Linked DNA regions of Mus musculus: regions 1 and 3 are each linked to region 2. The links are chromatin contacts, called in public HiChIP or PLAC-seq and promoter capture Hi-C maps. All regions are on one chromosome and are shown on one strand. The core of a region is the stretch at or near the end of the contact, and the rest is flanking DNA. Distances in the headings are between cores, read along the strand shown. Region 1 holds the start of Col14a1 (collagen, type XIV, alpha 1). Region 2 holds the start of Sntb1 (syntrophin, basic 1). Region 3 holds the start of Dscc1 (DNA replication and sister chromatid cohesion 1).

Region 1 (3,340 bases), core at 638-3,137, 600 kb after region 2:
CATCAAAGAACTGTATTAGAAAATCTGGCATTGGGTCCAGGTGCAACAAAACCCCCTCCGTGTTATTCTCTTAACATCAGATCTAAATTCCATCTGTCCGACCCTCCATTCACCCACCCACCCATTTCTAATGTAATAGTGAGGCTACCTATAGAGGTGGAGTCCCTCTTCAGCAACAGAACACCCAATCTCTTTAGTGCAGCCACCCTGAGCCTGCTTGCTACTCCATCCTATAAAGAAGTGCCTTTGGTCCTTTGGTAGAAGCTGAGGCCAGGACCTCCAGTAACTGAAGATTGAGAAATCTCATTTTCTCCTAACCGTGGTGTCACAGAGGTCTTCCTCCTATTTCTCTTCCTACTGCTAGTGCTCCACTTTAACACTTGCTACCAGCAAACAACTCTGCAAGGCTTCCAGCAGAGTCAAAGCCAGGCAGTGGCGCGCGCACACACCTGCAATCCTGCACTTGGGAGGTGGAGACGGGAGGAATGTGAGCCCAAGGTCTCCTCCCTCTGTTCTGAAGAAAACTTTTAGACCAGCCTGAGCTACATACCACCCTGCCTAAATAAATAGATCTTTCTTTCTTGGAACTCCAGTCAGATCTAGAAGTCATGTTCCAGCAGTTGGCGGGGTTGGGGAGTTGGAAGCGGGGGAGGGAAGTGGGAGAGGGATTCATACCACTCTGAGAACTGCACGTGAGCATCTTCAGAGGTGCTCTTCAGGGCAAGTTAACAGCTCTCCTAGACCTTGCCTAAGCAACCCTGAGCACAAGACTAGCTACCCACTGAGCACCCAAGAACTCAGCACCAAGTTTGCATAATGACTCCAAACCGTGGCGGGTAACTAAGGTTACTTACTCGAAAGAATCACGGGGCTCCTCTAACCTAACCTAACCTAGCCCTGCTCCAGACTGTGCATACTGCATGCTAAAGCCCAACTTCTGCAGATGCTCCGGATGCCCACAAGCGGAACGCAAGAGGAGTTCGCAAAAATAAAAGGAAAAAAAAGTGAAGAAGGTTCCTGCAGCAGCTTAGCTTGGTGGTTCCCCTCAAAGCAGCAACACTGGGAGCTTGGTATCATTCTACTGTCTATGAACTCTCACTGGCTACCCCCCTTTCCGTGCAGAGCCTGGTCCACAGCTGCCCCGACGTGCAGCAACAGTCCAGTGAATGCTTGGATGCGTGTTCTCCAAGGACTGGTCTCCCGATCCACTGCCAAATAGAATCTAAACAGCGTTGTGCTCTGTGCGTACACGGTGCTTCCAAAAGACTCCCTAAGCCTTTACCAATTGAACTTGCTGGAGCCACCACTACAGAGCTGCCAAATGCAGCCAATTCCAGCCCGGCGCCCACCGCACACAGACACCATGGGAGGGAGGGATCCTCAGAGAGAAACGGAGGGCTCCTTTGCTGTCCACACACCCGTCGGTCACTAGGCGCGTTGCAATCTCTCTGCCCTGTGGTCCCCAGACAAGCATCTATCTGGGTGCACGGTCTCCTAGCTCACCCCTAAGGTCTCCGGCCACCCCGCGGGCACACTTGCAGTGGTTGGTCCTGGCAATCGCATCCGTCTGCAGGTGGCTCTCACTGGGGCTCTTTCTTCACCTATGAATTATGCAAAGCCGAGCGGGAAAACAGTAGGGAAAGACGAACTGACCTGTGCAGGGCAACGTTCCAGCCCAGGTTGGGGACCTCTTGGCGCCTAGGGAAGATTAGCCGCCGACTGGTTCTTAGCGAACCACTGCCCTGGCTCGCCTTCCCTCAGAGTACCCTTTCTCAATTAACTTCTCTTTCCTGTCGTTCACTCTGTCCTCTCCTTGTCCCTCTCCCGTCGCCTCCTGCCCTACAGAGCTTCCTTCCCCTCGCCTCTCACCCAGGATCAGATAAGAGGAAAGAAACCGCTGCGCGAGCCAATTATAAAGCCAAAGGTGGTGGCGGGGGGCGGGAAGTGGGGAGACAGACCCCCACTTTCCCTCCTCCTCTCTAGCATCCCCGCCCCGCTCGAGTTGCAGAGGAGCCCGCCCCACTCCTCCCAAGTTCAGCCCAAGGACTGGCAGCCGACCCAGGTGCGCGTGGCAGCCGGGTATAGAACGCAATTGAGGAGCCCCTGGGTCCTCCCCACCCCCACAACTAAAGCAGTGCCCTGTGCTCCCCCCCCCCCCATCAGAACCCCCGAGTCACTGGGAAATCTCCAGCACTCGTCCAGGCTCCATCCCCAAAGATGAGTTTTGCCTTCCCACAGTGGGTCCCCTCTCCCTTGCTCTTCAAGTCCTAGGGACCAGCACAGTCGCCAAGGGTAGACATTTATTCAACGGGAATCGACTGGAAGAATGCTAAATTGGAGGGTTTTCTTGGTCGTAGAAACAAAATATGGACAGTTTTATGCTGTTGGACCAGCAGATCTCCTTTCCCCATGCTCAGAGATTACAGTCAGTAGGTTTGAGCGAATCCGAAGGACCCATCGTCTATAAAACTCTGGGGACTCTGGTCTGTGCGGGCCACGCCCTTTGAGAAGTCCTGTTCTGGAATGGCTAGAGATGCTCAGAGCTCTTGGTGGCTGGGGACTGGATCTGAGTTCTTGTCCTCTGGGCGCTTTTTAAAAGGTCATCTTCCCATTTTGTGTCAGGTTAGCAAATGCCCAGGCGTCCAGTGTCACACCAGAAGTTGTCATCGGCTCAAATGGAGAGCGGGAGTTGCATACACGCCGACCATTTGTGAGAAAAGACCAAAATGACTGTGATTTTGATCAGTTCCAAGAGCAGGCGGTAGAGAATCAGTGAGAGGTACTCTCATACGTTCCCGAACCTGCCTCCAAAATGCCCTTCTGAGAGCACAGGAAGGGATGCGCTACACCATTCAAGGTGATTCCCGAGACCTCGAACCTTCCAAGCTTAGGCTTTCTTCAAATTTGCGTACTTCACTCCAAATGTTCTCCAAGTGGCCTCTCTGCGTAGTTTCTGAACTTCGCCTTAAAGTGAAAAGGATCGCTATAGCCTCCTCCCTGAGACCCCGAGTCGGGATCAGTCTTGGCTTCAACTCCGCCACAGAGAAAGAAGGCTGCTTTGCAGCTTGAAGATCCTTCTGTGCTTCATTAATGTGCGCTATTCGCCCGGGTCCCTCGGTAGTCGAACGCAAAGACTAAAAACCCGCACGCGGGACTGCCAGGGTGAGAGCGCCACCTGCCGCCTGCGTCGGCTTGGCGAACTGAAACAGACTTTTCTGGCAAGTAGGAGCCTGAATTCAAGGAGTATTTGTTCCTTGGATATATGTCCTTTCCAATGTTTTACTCCTCAAATGTCTATTATTATCCCCTTTTAATAATGTACCAAGGTGCTGGTGACCAC
Region 2 (3,631 bases), core at 716-3,215:
AACGCTAGTGATTTATATTTCAAAAGCAAACACTTAGTGATGAAGGGCCTGAAACCTCAGCCTCTAAACCAAAGGCCAGCTCCCCCCTCCCGACTCTCTCTCTCTCTCTCTCTCTCTCTCTCTCTCCCTCTCTCTCTCCTGTGTGTGTGTGTATGTGTGTCTCTGTCTCTCTGTGTTTCTGTGTGTGACTGTGTCTCTGTCTGTTTCTGTGTGTGTTTCTGTGTCTCTGTGTGTGTTTGTGTGTGTATGTGTGTCTCTGTCTCTGTGTGTCTCTGTCTCTGTGTGTGTCTGTTTCTGTGTATGTCTCTCTCTCTCTCTGTTGCTCTCTGTCTCTCTCCATCTGTCTCTGTCTCTGTTTCTCTCTGTTTTTCTCTGTCTCTCTCTCTCTCTGTCTCTCTCTGTGTCTCTCTGTCTCTCTCTCTCTCTGTCTCTCTCTCTCTCTCTCTCAGGTTTCTTTCCAACAGTGGTGCCAGCTGTGTTAGTTCCCTGGCTAACCCAGTCCAACAGGAAGGACTGAAGAACTTCCTGGGCTCCTGTCCCTGTTGTGGGCAGGTTTACATGAAAAAAAAAATGAAGATTTTTTTTTTTTTGAAGTATAGAAAGTTAAAACTTACAGGAGCAGGACAGTGGCACACCCTGTGTGAGCTGTAGTGACTTCAGTTTCTCAAGAAAGTCTCAAGTATTTTCATTGAGTTCTGTAATCCCTGTCAGGGACTTCACGGGGATTCCTGAGAGTTTTTAAGTATCCTTGATTAAGTAAGTCTGGAAAGAACTAGAGCTGTTTGCTGCAAATACCCATCACAGTGGGGTGATGACATGCATGTTACAGAAGACCCTCTTCCTACTGGCATCTTATCAGGAGCTTCACCTTCCAGAATTAACAGATTCTGCTTTTTATTTTGTCATCTGGAGAAAGGAGAGGGCACAGCAGGAAGACCAGTAAGTCTTAACACAGTTTAAGTGAACTGTGTGGGACCTGCTTAGCAGAACTCTGGGATGTTCAGCCATGGCTTGGGTTACAGTTAAGGTGGCATTTCCTGATTGGCCTAGGAACGGAACCAAGAGTTACAATGCCATCACCTTGGGACAGAGCAGCTTAAGAGCCAAACAAGCAGTTTTCAGGGAACTTGGAGAACAAACCTATTCTTAGCTTTTAAAGAAGACATTTCCTATATGGAATCTAAGAACAAAGGAGGGAGCCCTGAGAAGCGTTTGGGCTGGCACGGGGATGGGGTTGGGGGAAGTATGGAGCAATGCAAAGAGCAGACACTGAGTTAGACACTGTGTCCTGAAGATGAGGCAGACAGTGCCCCGTTGAAATTCAGGGTAGGTACTGAAAGAAAGCCCTCTTGTCTTCAAACTCCCCCAAAAGATGCCTTGCATTGACTTAGAGGATAGGAGTACGTGGCTTGATGAGGCTTCATTCTATGTTCTTGTGACAGTTTTCCCCTGACTTCTGGCACAGCCTAGGATCTCTCTCTCTCTCTCTCTCTCTCTCTCTCTCTCTCTCTCTCTCTCTCCCTCTCCCTCTCCCTCTCCCTCTCCCTCTCCCTCCTCTCTCTCTCTCTCTCTCTCTCTCTCTCTCTCTCTCTCTCTCTCTCTGTAGTTTCCTTCCCAGAGTCCTGGGATGGGGGTGGAGGGAGACTGAGTTGAGGCAGCGAAGGTCTGGTTTGAGGAAGACTTGGATCTTCAAACACCTGCGGGAGGAGAGAGGGGAGTTGACTCAAGAGGATAGAGTGAGCGCACCTACTAAAGGTGAGTGTGGAAACCCGTCGAAAATAGAGGGTTGAGAAGAAAAGGGGGTGGCGGCGGGGTTGGGGTAGTGGTTTGTGACCCGGTAGGTTTGGGGGAGCTGCGGCAAGGTGCGGCTGAGAACTGAGGCACCCGGGTCTGAGCCAGCGCGACGTGGGAGTGTGACGCTGCAGTGGCGAACAGGTGAGCGGCTGGGGCTCCGGGTCCCCGCCCTTGCCTCCTCCTACCGATTCTCTACAGCACTTGGCCGCTCCGCAGCTCCTAGGCTCCTCTCGGTTTGGGGTTTTGCAACTGGCAGCTGGCTTTTTTCCCTCCTCCCCTGTCGAGGGCTCTCCGTCTTCTTTTAGGTTGCTCCACCCCGCCCAGGATCAGGCGAGGGGGAACAAGCTCCGCCGCTGCAACTGGCGCCCGGCGCAGCCGCGAACACGGGGAGTGGAGTCCGGGGTCTGAGCGCGCGCTGCCAGGCATCTGCTTCTTCCGTGCCTCGGTTACCCTGAGTCCTCCCATCCTCACCCCTTCTCTACTTTTCCCCCGTTTGCAATCACATGGCATTTTAAGAATGCTGGAAAGATGGCGGTAGCGGCAGCGGCTGTGGCTGCGCCGGCTGGCGGTGGAGGCGCCCGGGCGCAGCGGAGCGGACTGCTGGAAGTTTTGGTGCGGGATCGCTGGCATAAAGTTCTGGTGAACTTGAGCGAGGACGCCCTGGTGTTGAGCTGCGAGGAGGGCGCTGCGGCGTACAACGGCATAGGGGCTGCCACCAATGGTTCGTTCTGCAGGGGCTCCGGGACCGGGCACCCGGTCCCCGGTGTCGCTCAAGCCCCGGACTCTCCCGCCGGGGTCCGCACCGCCTTCACCGACCTCCCGGAGCAGGTACCTGAGTCCATCTCAAACCAGAAGAGGGGCGTGAAGGTGCTGAAGCAGGAGCTGGGCGGGCTGGGCATTAGCATCAAAGGGGGCAAGGAAAACAAGATGCCCATACTCATCAGCAAGATCTTCAAGGGGCTGGCAGCGGATCAGACCCAAGCCCTGTATGTGGGCGATGCCATCCTGTCGGTGAACGGAGCAGACCTGCGGGACGCCACCCACGACGAGGCAGTGCAGGCATTGAAGCGCGCAGGCAAGGAAGTGCTGCTGGAAGGTAAGGGGTTAACCCTGCGCCGGCCTTATCCCGCAGTTCCACTTACTCTTCTGCGCGTCAGCACACTCACACTCACCAGCCACTTGCCCCAAAGCCCTAGAACCCCACAGTGCCTGTGTTTTGCAAAAGCAGTGGCACGACTTTCTTTTTTGACAACTTTTACTACCTGGGGGCAAACTCATCTTCACTTTGGCCCTGACCCAGGGCGCTGTACTAAAACACTGGAGTGCCTGGGTTTTCCTGGCTTGGATGAAGTGCTTTAGTGCACTGGTGTCGGAAGTTTCATACTTATCGGTACACGTGGTTTCATATTTTTATCTGCGGACAATCCAAATGTAATTTGGAGTCTGGGAAATGGACCGGGAAATGGAGAGTGGACGGAATTTGCATCTGCCCACATTGTAAAGCAGGGCCACTGACTCTAGGCAGCTCTAGTACTTTTCTACTTTGGCAAAAATTTTCACAGCCTAGGCAATCCAGCTGTGAAGACCTGAGAGGTAATAAATAAATAAATAAATAAATAAACAAATAAATAAATAAATAAAAATAAAAGCCAGAGAGAGGTGGCAGTATTTGAATGCTAAAACTCAGCCACCCGTTCCTGCTTCCCTTCCCTCCAGCACCAGAGAGAGTCCATGAGGCTGTGCAGCTTTGAGTAGTGCCAAAGGCTGGGAAAGATGTTGCCAATGTAGGCACAAGTTCACTTCCACTGCAGGGTGTTCAGCCGGTCAGTCCGGATTC
Region 3 (3,429 bases), core at 554-3,053, 820 kb after region 2:
TCACTGTGGGGGTGGGCTTTGAGGACTCATATGCTCAAGCTATATCCAGTGTGACACAGTCTCCTTCTGCTGCCTGTGGATCAAGATGTAGAACTCTTGGCTCTTCCAGTCTCCCTGCATACTACCATACTTCCTGCCATGATGATAATGGACTGAACCTCCAAAACTGTAAGCTATTCCCAATTAAGTGTTTTCCCTTATAAGAGTTGCCTTGGTCATGAGGTTGCTTCATAGCAATGAAACTCCAACTAAGACACTATCCTACAGTATCCTTAATTTTTAAAATTTTATTATTGTGTGTGTGGGTGCACACTTGTTATGGCACATGTGTGGCAGTCAGAGGGCAACTTTCAGAGTTGGGTCTCTTCTTCCACTATATCTTCTGGAGACTGAAGTCAGCTTATCATCTTGCATGGCAAGCACTTTTAACTTTGAGCCATCTTAGTGATAGCCACTAATAAATTCGTGGTACTTTCATATTCAGGATATTGTTCCATCATTTTTCTTATTCGATCCGATTTTTGTTTTTTTTTGTTTTGTGTGTGTGTGTGTGTGTGTGTGTGTGTGAGAGAGAGAGAGAGGGGGGGGGTCTATTTAGCCTTGACTGGCTTGAAGCTCACTATGTAGACCAGAATGGCCTCGAACTCAGATCCGCCAGCCTCTGCCTCCTGAGTGCTGGAACTAAACTACCCTTTGGCAACTCAGATGTTTTTGCTTGTTGTTTTTCTAGACAATGTTACTCTGTGTAGCCTTGGCTGTCCTGGAACTTGCTCTATAGTCCAGGCTGGTCTAGAATTCAGAGGTCCTCCCTTTGCCTCCTGAGTGCTGGGATTAAAGGTATGGTGCCAGCACTACCTGGCTCATGTCGGTTTTTAACCTGATGGACTGGGGTCACCTTGGCCTCCCTTTTTATTTATTCATTTGTTTGTTTTACAGGAAGGAGTGAGAAACCACCCTCTCTGAAGACAATTATTCCTCTTACTGTTTCAACTTTTATGGGTGGCCAGTCTGCAGGGGTCTGCCGGCAGCATCCCTTAGAGAGCTCGCACATCAGTTTCAGGTGCATGGATGTGAGTCTATGAATGGGTTTTCATCTTAAAACAGTTTCACGTCATTGTAAACTTTGGTCAAGAAAACATCACACCCTGTAATGCTGAGTTAGCCAGACTCTCCCAGGAGCATACCAGGCGGGCTGTTTCTGTGTAGAAGTCTCAAGCGCCACTTAGCACAAATGAAGTATTTAACGAACGGGAGGCAAGCTACCTTCCATCTAGGATGGTCTCGAAGTCCAAACAAATGACATCTTATTCTGCCAGGATCTGGTTCTTGGTCCTGCACAACACTGGGCAGGCTATTTTGGAACCACCATACATACATCAAGCTGGATTCAGACTTTGCCATCTCAAGGCTGCGCCACCATTGGCAAGCATTCTGCTCGCTTCTGCATGACAGGATCGACAGGATCCTGCCTTACTGGGTTGTTTTAACGGCTTAATGAAATTCTGCACAGACATAGCTCATCACGGGACCCACCGCAGCAGGCGAGGAAAAGGAGCTTTGGCGGGAAAGAAGGGGGTGGGCACAGGGTGGCGGAAGGGGTGAGTGCAAGAGCCGTGCTTGGCCCCGTGGGGACCCAGAATTGCTAACAGGACCTTCCTGGAGTCCTCATGGGGGAAACCGTGCTTCTCCCCAGCAACCGGGGACTTGCACGCTGTCAGTGGGCTGCAGAAGGACTCGCGAGTCCAGATACTTTCCGACTTCCTCGGGACACGCCCCGTCCCGCCCCGGAAGTCGGCTCGGGCGGATTTGGCGCGCTTTTGAAGTCCCGGGAGTTTAGGTCGAGGACACACCCCTCTCCGTGCTGCGAGATGTCCCCGCCGAGCGCTTCCCGGAGGACCCGCGAGGAAGTGGACGCGACGCTGCAGGTTGCCAAGCTGAACGCCACCGAGCTGCTGCCCACGGTGCACTGCCTGAGCTTCAGCTCCGGGACCGGCGGCGCGGCCACCGGCGACTTCTGCCTGCTGGAGCTGGAACCAGCACTGTGCCAGCAGCTGGAGGCCGGGGACAGGTGAGCCGGGATGGTGGGGCTCGGGAGCGCCGATTCCCCGGCCTCAAAGAGGCCGCCTACCCGCCCGGCGTAGCCCGGGGAACTCGGAAGGAGGAACTGGTGCAGAGAGTTGCTTTGATTGGGCCCGTACAGGCCGATGGGCGGGTCCTCAGCTTGCTGTCATCTGTCAGGAGGATTCAGCATTTGCTAGACTGCCTTGTTAGCAGGACTCCAGGGAATTTAGAGCCAGGTGTCAGCGGGGGAGTGTCAAGAAGGAAGCTCCAGGGAGCTTTGGAGGGCTCAGTACTGATGCCAAGTACTCCACAGAAACACTCGTTCAATCTCAGAATGTAGTAGCAGTGCCTGTAGAGAGAGTTCTTGGCTTGCCACTTGGGTTTCTTCTCCTTGAACCGCAGATGGGACAAACGAGACAGAAGTTTAAAGCCTAATGCAGACTGCTGCGTGTAGCCCGGGGGTTGGTTGGGGTCACTTACTGAAGATCTGGATCTGTTTTTAATTCCGGGTCAACTACAAAGTTGCTGCCAAGACCTTGGATTTTAAATCCTAGGCTGAGATCATGTCTTTTATGGCAAGCACAAAGCTGAGTGACTGAACTGCAAGTGGGCAAGGCTCTTACTCTCAGAGCTCCCCCTCAGTGACATACTTCCTCCAGTAAGGCTACACCTCCCAACCCCTCCTCAGATAGGGCTGTGGACTGGGGACTAAGTGTTCAAATGTCTGAGCCTGTGTTTGGGGGCGGGGTCCTCTTTCAAAGCACCACACTCCCAAGGTTTAATTTTAAATCTAGAAGCCACAGGATTTGGGACTTATTTTTTCTTTCTTTCTTTCTTTTTTTTTAGATTTATTTATTTATTATATGTAAGTACACTGTAGCTGTCCTCAGACACCCCAGAAGAGGGCATCAGATCTCTTATGGGTGGTTGGGAGCCACCATGTGGTTGTTGGGATTTGAACTCAGGACTCAGGACCTCTGGAAGAGCAGTCAGTGCTCTTAATCGCTGAGCCATCTCTCTAGTCCCCGATTTGGGAGTTATTTAAAGTGAGCTATCCACTAGAGTCTCAATAAGCCATGTCTTTACCCCCCCCCTCCATTTGCCTGTAGCTTTGTGATTAGAGGAGATAAGGATGAACAGGCTGTGTTGTGCAGTAAAGACAAAACCTACGACCTGAAGATAGCAGACACATCCAACATGCTGCTTTTCATCCCTGGATGCAAAACTCCAGACCAGCTGAAGGAGGAGGAAACACCAAGTGCCATCGTTCACACGGAGGTACCGCTTTGTACCTGAGTCTGGCAGTGGCGGTTTGTGTTCCAAGCTTGCCTTTGGTTAAAAACTTTTTTTTTTCCCCTTTGGTTTTTC

What was found. Promoter capture Hi-C pulls out the DNA fragments that hold promoters and counts their contacts. HiChIP or PLAC-seq counts read pairs in DNA pulled down with a chosen protein or histone mark.
Region 1: an H3K27ac HiChIP or PLAC-seq map of embryonic stem cells shows a contact between it and region 2, with 6 times the contacts expected there. The contact joins the promoter of Col14a1 here to the promoter of Sntb1 in region 2. A contact is called at or near these places in 10 of 39 promoter capture datasets (the 3T3-L1 cell line, embryonic stem cells, frontonasal cranial neural crest and 6 more), 9 of 484 Hi-C or Micro-C datasets (brown adipocytes, differentiating embryonic stem cells and embryonic stem cells), 3 of 115 datasets of contacts at active chromatin or transcription factors (all in embryonic stem cells) and 1 of 9 other capture datasets (embryonic stem cells).
Region 3: a promoter capture Hi-C map of embryonic stem cells shows a contact between it and region 2, with 4 times the contacts expected there. The contact joins the promoter of Dscc1 here to the promoter of Sntb1 in region 2. A contact is called at or near these places in 10 of 39 promoter capture datasets (the C10 cell line, embryonic stem cells, hippocampal neurons and 5 more), 2 of 115 datasets of contacts at active chromatin or transcription factors (astrocytes and large pre-B cells) and 1 of 9 other capture datasets (liver).

The regions. Positions count from the first base shown.
Region 1 is chr15:55,306,298-55,309,637 of GRCm38.p6, reverse strand. Col14a1 (collagen, type XIV, alpha 1) reads right to left here and starts at 1,887. Exons shown (of 48, transcript NM_181277.4): 1 at 1,654-1,887.
Region 2 is chr15:55,905,283-55,908,913 of GRCm38.p6, reverse strand. It overlaps Sntb1 (syntrophin, basic 1), which reads left to right and starts at 1,965. Exons shown (of 7, transcript NM_016667.3): 1 at 1,965-2,890. The coding sequence starts at 2,323.
Region 3 is chr15:55,088,865-55,092,293 of GRCm38.p6, reverse strand. It overlaps Dscc1 (DNA replication and sister chromatid cohesion 1), which reads left to right and starts at 1,803. Exons shown (of 9, transcript NM_183089.3): 1 at 1,803-2,068; 2 at 3,171-3,339. The coding sequence starts at 1,869. All of the region lies in intron 2 of Gm41325 (a long non-coding RNA gene), which reads right to left.